Regions from separate parts of the Mus musculus genome. Here region 2 is linked to region 1. A link is a contact called in public promoter capture Hi-C data. All regions are on one chromosome and are shown on one strand. The core of a region is the stretch at or near the end of the contact, and the rest is flanking DNA. Distances in the headings are between cores, read along the strand shown.

Region 1 (4,973 bases), core at 77-2,576:
ATCCATTTGCTTGTCTTTTCCAAATCTCTGTGGCTGTCTCTGTAGCAACTCCAGTCTGAAGCTGTCACTGTTCATCTTTCTGCTCCCTTCTCTCCTGCTTCTCTTTTAAAGACCCGTGATGGTGTGTGGGGCCTTCCTATTTGCATGGGTTATGCTCTACATAACTGCAGCCATCCTGAGCCATAAGCACCACAAGTGTCTCCTGCCCCCAGTCACCCTGGCTGGGTTTTCCTGCATAGTTCCTAGCAAGCCACAAATAAGATTATTAATCATAATCCAGGCTCCACAGATGTGCCTGCCTTCTATACTATCTTAATGCCAAGTGCATTCCAGTTGCAATGCAGTGAGTTTGTCCTGGCCCATTACTTCTAACCACAGGGCCTCATCCTGGAGCATTAATTAGTACCTATGGAAACGTGTTAGCTCTGTCTTCTAAGGAAGACCGAAGATAAAACAACTTCAACCTCTGCGACTACCTTACAAAACCAAAACATAAGGTGGTTGGATCACACCCTGGCCCGGGACTGCTCCAACCCCCAGTACTGGGGATTGAGCCTTAGGCTGACATGTTTCTACCAACTGGACTACCTCTTGTTGCCTGTCCCAAGGCTTATGTACCTTGAAGACAAACCTGGGGACGGGGGCGCTCTGGAGCCCTTTATCTTTTTTTCCCCCTTGTTCCAGTATACCATATTAATTAAATCTTTCTTGTTGCCTGTTTTATTATTTTTTAAATATGGTCTCAGTCGCCCAGGTTGACCTCAAACTTGCTATAAAGTCAAGCTCCTTTGTTTGTGTTTTGTTTTGTTTTGTTTTTCGAGACAGGGCTTCTCAGTATAGCCCTGGCTGTCCTGGAACTCACTCTGTAGACCAGGCTGGCCTCAGAAATCCACTTGCCTCTGCCTCCCAAGTGCTGGGATTAAAGGCACCACTGCCCGGCTAGTGAATTCCTTCCTTAACCTTAACCCTCGACCAGCTGAGCGCTTGGGATGACAGGTGTGTGCACCACCATGCCCCATTTACACTGTGCTGGGAATCAAACAGAGCTTCATGTATGCCAAACAAGCGCTCTACTAACTAAGCTACAACCCCAGAATAATCGTGTCTTTAGTTGGTATCTGGGGGGTGGGAAAGGTGACCACCTAACCTGTGGGACTCCACGCAGCCACACTACACAGCCAGTGTGAAGCTGAGGCTAAAAACAGAGCCGCCCCACACACCCGTCCCACAAACCCCTTGCGTCCAGACTCTCTGGCGAGCGCGTGTTCTCTCTATGGTCATTTCCGGCTCCCGCCGGAAGTGTGGCGCCGCACTCCGGAAGCGGCGCACGGGCGGCGCGATGGCGGCGGCGGCGATGGCCGTGTCCGAGGCCTGGCCGGAGCTGGAGCTGGCCGAGCGCGAGCGGCGGCGCGAGCTGCTGCTGACCGGGCCCGGGCTGGAGGAGCGGGTGAAGGCGGCGGGCGGGCGGCTTCCGCCGCGGCTCTTCACGCTGCCGCTGCTGCACTACCTGGAGGTGAGCGGCTGCGGCAGCCTGCGCGCGCCGGGGCCCGGCCTCGCGCAGGGCCTCCCGCAGCTGCACAGCCTGGTGCTGCGGCGCAACGCGCTGGGGCCGGGCCTGAGCCCCGAGCTGGGGCCGCTGCCCGCGCTGCGCGTCCTCGACCTGTCCGGCAACGCGTTGGAGACGCTGCCGCCCGGCGAGGGCCTGGGCCCCGCCGAGCCCCCCGGACTACCGCAGCTGCAGAGCCTCAACCTCAGCGGCAACCGCCTGCGCGAGCTGCCCGCCGACCTGGCGCGCTGCGCCCCTCGCCTGCAGAGCCTCAATCTCACCGGCAACCGCCTGGACGCCTTTCCCCCCGAGCTCTTCCGGCCAGGAGCTCTGCCCCTGCTCAGTGAGCTGGCAGCTGCCGACAACTGCCTGCGGGAGCTCAGCCCAGACATCGCGCATCTTGCCTCGCTCAAGGTCAGTGGGACCCGAGGGGAGGGAGACGCGCGCCCTGCTGTCCCTCCTTGGAGGATGTCTTTGCCCCCGCAACCGGTCCGTCTCCTCTCAGTTCTCAGACCTGCGAGCTCAGAGGTCTCTGGACGTGTGGCAGTTTAAAAGTTGCTATCAATGTTAGACTTCTCATGTGGGAAGAAATTCAAGAGCAGAGAGCCAGGTGTGGCGCGCGTGTGTGCGTGTGCGTAACTGATTGGGTTTCCAAATGGCGGAGCGTCCAGACAAGGCACAAAATCACGCATAACAACAGCCTTCAGTGGGCGGGATCATGGCTTCCGTTTTATAGAGAGCCGAAGTGCTTACCCAAAGCCAACAGCACACCTAGAGTTTTCTTCGGGGCTGCCTTGTGTAAGAGATTGGCTTCTTTGTGGTCCCAGGCTCCCGTTGTGCCTGACGCCCACCAGGTGCTCATTGTGTGTTGAGTGAGGGGTGAGAAGGCAGAAGATGCAAAGCCACAACCTGACCTGACTCCACTCTAGGATCTCCACAGTCCAGTCCTGTCATCTGGCCATGTCAGTTCCCCTACCACACCCCCTCCATCACACCCCCTACCCTTTGTATTCTTGGTAGCGCCAGCCTGTGTGTCTTCTCATCCTTGAGTTTATGCAGCCCTTTCCTAATGATGGATTGGCAAGGAAATTTGCTCTTGAGAGATCAGAGCTCACCTTGCTAGTATTCGTGTGTGTGTGTGTGTGTGTGTGTGTGTGTGTGTGTTTAATTAAGACACCTGTCCCTCCCTCCTCGCTCTCGCTCTTGCTTTCTCGGGGTGGGGGTGTGGAGAGATAGGCCAGCGAGTCTACAAGATGATACTCCCTGAGGTACCTTGGCCCTCTATGTTACAGGTGTCCCCATGGCTTGGGTATGACACAGGCTGTACACTGTTCTGCCTTCCTATGTAGTAGATATATTGGTTTGCCAGAAGGCTGATGACTGTTCAATATGGTGCATGTCTTTGTATCAGCCATTGACGTGCTGTGGTTTCTGAGACTGAAGCCCCTTGCATGTGTCTCACTTGGCCCTCACCACCATGCTGTGATCCCTTTCCCAGCAGAGGCAGCCCTGGTTGTCACTGTACTGGCTGGGGTTTGTGTTCTCCTGGAAGTTCTGATGTAAGGTGTTGAGCGTATATACCCTGCAAGGCATACAGCCGGCCAAGCACAGCAGTCCCGTGGGCACTGGGAGGAGGCTGGCACATCCGCCCTGCTTCACCTTTTGGTGGTATTGCCTCTCCCCCCCTCCCCCCGGAGGGCCCAAAAGGCTTCACGTCTGTGCTTGCCCATCACACCTTGGACCCTGGCCCCACTCCCATGACAAGGTTGCCGCTCTAGGCACTGAGGGCTGGGTAAACATGGGCAAGCATCACCTTTCTCACCAGGACGCTTCACCCTGTGTCTCTGTGTGGCAAGACCCACCTGCCTCTCTTCGACTCACTCTTCACCTTTGCTGCTGTCCTCACAGGGCCCCAGGGAGATGCTCAACTGGCATTGGGATTGTTGCTTCCTGCTCTGACCCGCCCTTGTCAGATGGTATCCCTGGAAGATCCCCTCCCTAAGGGCTCTTTCTGAGGCTCAGCCCCACCGCTGCCCCCTTCTGCGTATTTCTCCCCCAGGTCTTCAGTAGATTGCATCTTAACAGTGGGAGCAGAAGCATGTCATTCAACCCAGTGTTTGACAAGTGTGTTTTGATCCCACTGTAGTCAAGGGAGGGCATTTTCACAGAAGTCCTTCAAGGGAGTACAGAAGCTCAGAATCCACAGAATTACAGACAGGCTGTTGCAGACCTACTGTCAAATAAGGCCCATGTCATCGGTCATGCTTTTGGAGAGCTAGGTCCTCTGGGCTGGTGACCTCACAGGGTTGGGAAGAAAGTTTGCTAGTCTGGCTCAGACACCGCCCCCCCTTACTTGGTTCCTGATAATGTCACAGTGGTCCTCAGAGTAGTTACTTGGGAACCAGATAGGTCCTGAAAGGGTAGGCTCTGCCTCCAGTGGAAGTGGATCTGTGAAGACCTGGTGTTGGGCGTGGCATGGGGTACAGATCTGAGACCCAGACTCATCTGAGGCTGATGACTGCACCATAGAAAATGCCAGTCCAACTTTATGTGGCAGGTCGCAGTGAGAGTCAGCACACCGAGACACCTGATGAGCTTGCTCCTGGTGACTCCCCTGCAGGGTAACCTGCCTTGCATTCACCTATCAGGCATTGCTGTTATCTGGCCTCTTCCCCACAAGGGCCGGGTCCCTCCTTTTCATGCTTTTCTCCTTTAGCTTTTATAGTTGTCCTCTGCCTCCTGAATTCCTGCTATACCTTGGTGGTATGGACAGAGCCCCTGTGTCCTGTGTCTTCTCCACACCAAGTAGCCTGATGGCTTGATTCCTTCTCACTTGCTTCAGAGGTAGAGGCTGAGCAGCTGCACCATCCAGAGAGACGTGTGTCATAGCAGTCAGGCCTGTACGGCCATCCTCGTTCCACACCCAGGTTCCTAGGACTCAACTGCCACAGATTGTGTCTGAGAGCAGAGGTGTCACCTGTGGTCGCTGTAGACCTCTCCCTGGTTCCTCCAGAGCGGTGCTCGATATAAGAGCAAAAAATAAAGCAGACCAGAGTCCCCACCACCTGAGAAAGGGATGTTTATGGTTATAGGGCTGCACACCCTTCCACTGCGTTGAAAGCAGCACATTTGTCTAGCGGCAGGGAGCTCTTTCCCACAGACCCCTGGGCATTGTGTGTGTGGTATGAACACTACTACCTCTTTCCAGTCCACCCTCATCTTATGAAAGACAGCAATGGGGCCATGTACCCCTGGTGATGTCATGCTTGGTGTGGGGACAGGGTTTGTTGGTATCGCTCTTTTTTGTCATTACATTGAAGCGATAGCTGGACACCATTTGGGGAGCCTGTTTGAGACTGGAAGGGGTCCTGGTCTGTTCCCTAGCCTGCTGATAGGTCTGAATGTTTGGTATTGTAATTGTAGGCCT
Region 2 (4,681 bases), core at 1,742-4,241, 1.1 Mb after region 1:
TGAGCTTCCAGCCTGCCTGCCCTGGGTGGAGGAACCTGTTTTCCAGGTTTGTGGCTCCTGTAGAGGGGCCTCCTGCCTAGGGCAGGCCCCACCCTAACAGTCAAGTCCCTGTGTGTGAGCTCCTCCTGGGCGGGTCATTGCCCAGTCCCTCTGTCTCTCCCCAGTTAAAGGGTGCAATGAAAAACTTAAGGAAGCCTAGCACTTCATGCCCCGGGTGGTGGGGCAGGCCTCCCAGAACCCGAGGCTGCAGTCCTCTCCCCATTCCTGCAGAGAAAGCATTGCCTTGTCCCTCCTCAGGTTCCCAGGAGACCAGATGTCAGGTGAGGGCAGGGGCTTTACAGGGTTACTCTTGCCTCAAGGTAGGTGTGGACCCCGCAGTACAACCCCAGGGCCAGATCTGGTAGAGAAATGGAGTTTTCTTGTTTGCCAGCCGTTCAGCAAGCCCCATCCTGGGTGTGATGTGTACAGCAACCACCAGAATGGTAAATCCCTGCTAGGGGCAGAGGGAAGATTTGCAAGGAATGAAAGACACTAGGCAAGGAATGAAAGACACTAGGCAAAGGGAAGCCAGCTAGGTGGTGCTGGAAGGTTTAACCTGGGGATGGGGGGTGGCGGTGGGGGAGGGCACAGAGCAGGTGCAATGGAGCCACCTGCTGGGCAATCCCCTCCCAGTTCCCAGGCCTCCCCAAGGTCCTGGCTTACTGTCTCTGGCCTCCCTACCAGCAGAACTATATTACAAATTTCTCAGATAGGGCTGGCTACAGAGGTCAGCGGATAGGATGCTTGTTGCCCCAGTATGAAGAGCAGAGTTCAGATCCAGAGAGCCCACATAAACATCTGATGGGTGAGGTGACCCACCTGAAATTTCAACCGTGGAAGGAGGATCCCAGAGTAAGTTAGCTGATAAGACTAGCCATGTGGGTAAGTCCTGGTTTTGATTCAGAGACCTGCTCCAAAGAAGAAGGTGGAAGAGCAATCCAAGATGATACCAGGTATCGTCCTTGCCAGACTCCACACTTGCAGGCGTACACACACACACTCTTATGCATGCCACATATCCACATATGCCCACACATATACAAACATGAATATATACACATGCGTACAACACAAACACAATAAATATAATTTAACTTAATAGAGTTAGACAACAGAGTGGTGGGGCTGGAGAGATGGCTCAGTGGTTAAGAGCACTGACCGCTCTTCCAGAGGTCCTGAGTTCAAATCCCAGTAACCACATGGTGGCTCACAAACATCTGTAGTGGGATCTGATGCCCTCTTCTGGTGTGTCTGAGGAGAGCAACAATGTACTCACAAACATAAAAATAAAGAGTTTTTTAGGAGCTGGTGAGATGGGTAAGAGCACCCGATTGCTCTTCCGAAGGTCCGGAGTTCAAATCCCAGCAACCACATGGTGGCTCACAACCATCCTTAACGAGATTTGACTCCCTCTTCTGGAGTGTCTGAAGACAGCTACAGTGTACTTACGTATAAATAAATAAATCTTTAAGAAAAAAAAAAAAAAAAAGAAAACAGAGTGGCCAGAGCTGGCAAACGACATCAGGCAGGACAACAAAACCCACAGCGTGTATGACTTTAGAATTAGTTGTTGAGCTGGGCAGTGGTGGCTCACACCTTTAATCCCAGCACTTGGGAGGTAGAGACAGGCAGATTTCTGAGTTTGAGGCCAGCCTGGTCTACAAAGTGAGTTCCAGGACATCCAGGGCTACACAGAGAAACAGGAGCCTGGCCTTTCTGTCCTCCATCCTTGAAGCAGGAGGAAGAGTTTACAAGGAGAAAGTCACAAGGCTCAGTCTTAGGATCCTTGTGCTTCAGAAGGCAAGGGGTGGGAGGTGGCAAGGGCCGTATGCCCCTTCCGTAAGCAAGAGCTCTCGCTCTACCTCCACCGCAGAGTTCTGGAACCCTGAAACACTGAAGCAAAGGGGGACTCCAGGCCACATGGTCATCCGAGAATCCAGAGAACTGATCTACAATGATGTCACTACTCATCTTGCCCTTCCACTTTCTCTCCTCACTGAAAAGCCTCTTGTTTCCCTGATCTGTGCAGGATCTGTTTGGGTTAACAAGCTCTAGCAGCCCAAGCTAGTAGAAAAGATGGGCTGATAGCTCCACCTGCTGGCCATCTTGGGTTTTGTCCCATAGGAAGAATCCTTGAGAGCCCACAAAGGAAGAACTTGAGGATCAAGGCACCGCTGTGCCTAGGATTTAAGCCCACGGAGAGAGACGCTTACTTAGGCCGTATCCCTGAGAACAACAGATACTTGAATAGTGTTTCTGGTCTTGTTCCCCATGGCTGAGAGAAGAGAATGCAAAAAAGCAGTCGCGTGTAAGGAGCAGTCCAGGCGGGGACACTTAGAACAGGCCATACCCCATGGTTATGGTAGAAATGAGCTTCCAAGTTTGAAAAGTCTTCCAGCACAAGCGGCCTTGGGCCTTCAGAGAATCTACATTTCAAACTGTCACATTTGATTTGGCTAGAAGTTCATGCCTCTGCATGAGCCGTGACTGCCTCCTAGCAGTGGTCAAAGGTGCTATCTGGGATTGCCCAACCCAAGCTGAAGAAACCAGGGCATGGGCAGGGAGGAACTCCAACAACTGGAGCCTTCAGCAGTCCGTTGGAATCACGTGGCTATCCCAAAAGATCCACTTTTGCAGCCCAGAGACACGTACCTCCTGCCAGAAAACTGAACCTGAATCAGGCCAAAAACACATCTGCGAGGCTGAGCTTTCTCGGGGGTCCTACCCACTAGGTATCTACCTCCTCCCTGTCATTACCCGCCACTTCACTGTGCCGCTTCACCCTCCAAGCACAGACCACACCCCTCCCCGGGTAGCCCCACCCCTATGTCGTGGACACGCCCACTACTCCGCCTCCACAGATGTCACGCCTAGGCTCCGCCTTCGCCCGCGTGGTGTTCGCAGCCTCAGCCCCACGACGGACGCACGTCGAGCGTCACAGGCCCCGCCCACGAGGTGCGCAGGCGCGGTGCGAGCTCTGCGATTCGGGCCATGGCGCGGGCGGGTGCCCCTGAAGTGATCCGGGCAGCGCAGAAGGACGAGTACTACCTGGGAGGCCTGCGGAGCGCGGCGGGTGAAGCGCTGCACAGCCTAGCGGGTGAGCGTTCCGGGCACCCAGACAGGCGGCAGCTCCAGAGTTTGCTTGGAAAGCGGGGATCAAAACAGAGGTACACACTGCTGACCACATTGCAGGTCTCTGCTTTAGTGTTTCTCAAGCATTTGCCCATTTATTCTCCAGACGCCCCTACAGGGTGGACCTAACGTCATTACTCTCATAGGTAGACACGTGGATCACACAGGCAGGGATTTGGGATTTCAGAGAGCCGAGGTTTGATACTAAACAGGTCGCCTCTGGCTTATGTTGTTAGCACTACCTAGACTTTCCTGGGCTCCATGTCTCTAGGACAGTACCTGACTCAAGACAGTTACAGTCGGGGCTTCTTAAGAGGCGGTCTTCGTCTCGGAGACATTCCGGTCACCAAGGGCAGCAGAGGAGGTGAAGGGAGAGACGAGTTGTTGAGGGTCGTCTTAGGAGTGACTTGACTTGGACTTTACCTGCCCTTCGGGAGTGACAGGGTTTCTCTGTGTAGCCCTGGCTGTCCTGGAACTCACTCTGGTCAGTCTGGACTCGAAATCTCTGCCTCCCAAATGCTGGGATTAAAGGCGTGTGCCACCACTACCCGGCTGGGAGTCATCTTAAGAGAACCACTTCACCTCTCTAGAGCTAATATTTTTCTTCTCTCAGGTGCAAAGAAATGGCTGGAATGGAGGAAAGAGATCGAGTTGCTCTCGGACATAGCCTACTTTGGCCTCACCACAATTGCAGGTAGCTGTCTGTGCTCGGCAGGTCCTGGGCACTGAGGGGCCCACAACCCACCCAGGTCTGGAGGGGATGCTTGAAGGCTCCTGGAAATCACCTGCATTAGTCTCTGTTTCCGGGAAGGAAGATACTGGCCAGAGGGCACTCACTGCCCCAGACTTTCTCTCAGCAGGATGGGCTTTTCCATTTATGGGGTACGAGGCAGATAAAAAGGAAGAGGCTATCGAGTGGGGGGAAGGGTACGAGCAGGGTCATGGTGAGACACATGGAAAGATCACAAGGTACTCCACAGGGCTGGCCTCAGGAACAGGAAGTCAGGATTCATCGTCTGCATGGTGGAGTACTAGAAGCTAGCTGCAAGCCATGGGTAGGCTTGGGGGCTTTTTATTCTGACTCCATGTGACAGCGTCAGGTAAGCAGTGGTATGTATGCCTGATACTTAGGACTCAGCCATCATCTAGAAGGTAGAAAGCCACAAGATCGGATCCCATCACTTGGACAGGGGTATGAGTTCAGCAGAGGAAGGACTGGAAAACAGAATAAAGACTTAAGGGAGTAGGAACCAACAGGAGATGCAAGGCCCATTCCAGAGTGGCCGTCTCTGTGACATGGTGAAATCACAGCAAGGCCACAGTGGGTTTAACAAGAAGTTGTGCTGGCCTTGGCTAGGTCTCAGGGTGACTGGTGAGGCTGGAGGGGGGACGACGACACAGGCTGGCCCGGAAACTTGTCCCTGGACCCTCATCACTGTGTATTAATCCTCAGGCTACCAGACCCTTGGGGAGGAGTACGTTGGGATCATCCAAGTGGACCCATCCCAGC

What was found. Promoter capture Hi-C pulls out the DNA fragments that hold promoters and counts their contacts.
Region 2: a promoter capture Hi-C map of embryonic stem cells shows a contact between it and region 1, with 2.2 times the contacts expected there. The contact joins the promoter of Pex10 here to the promoter of Lrrc47 in region 1. A contact is called at or near these places in 1 of 39 promoter capture datasets (embryonic stem cells), 1 of 15 datasets of contacts at CTCF or cohesin (large pre-B cells) and 4 of 484 Hi-C or Micro-C datasets (the G1E-ER4 cell line and the HL-1 cell line).

Annotation. Positions count from the first base shown.
Region 1 is chr4:154,010,477-154,015,449 of GRCm38.p6, forward strand. It overlaps Lrrc47 (leucine rich repeat containing 47), which reads left to right and starts at 1,327. Exons shown (of 7, transcript NM_201226.1): 1 at 1,327-1,960. The coding sequence starts at 1,340. It overlaps Gm31566 (a long non-coding RNA gene), which reads right to left and starts at 785. Exons shown (of 8, transcript XR_391010.4): 1 at 1-785.
Region 2 is chr4:155,064,039-155,068,719 of GRCm38.p6, forward strand. It overlaps Pex10 (peroxisomal biogenesis factor 10), which reads left to right and starts at 2,992. Exons shown (of 6, transcript NM_001042407.1): 1 at 2,992-3,136; 2 at 3,785-3,865; 3 at 4,625-4,681. The coding sequence starts at 3,031. It also overlaps a transcript of Plch2 not described here.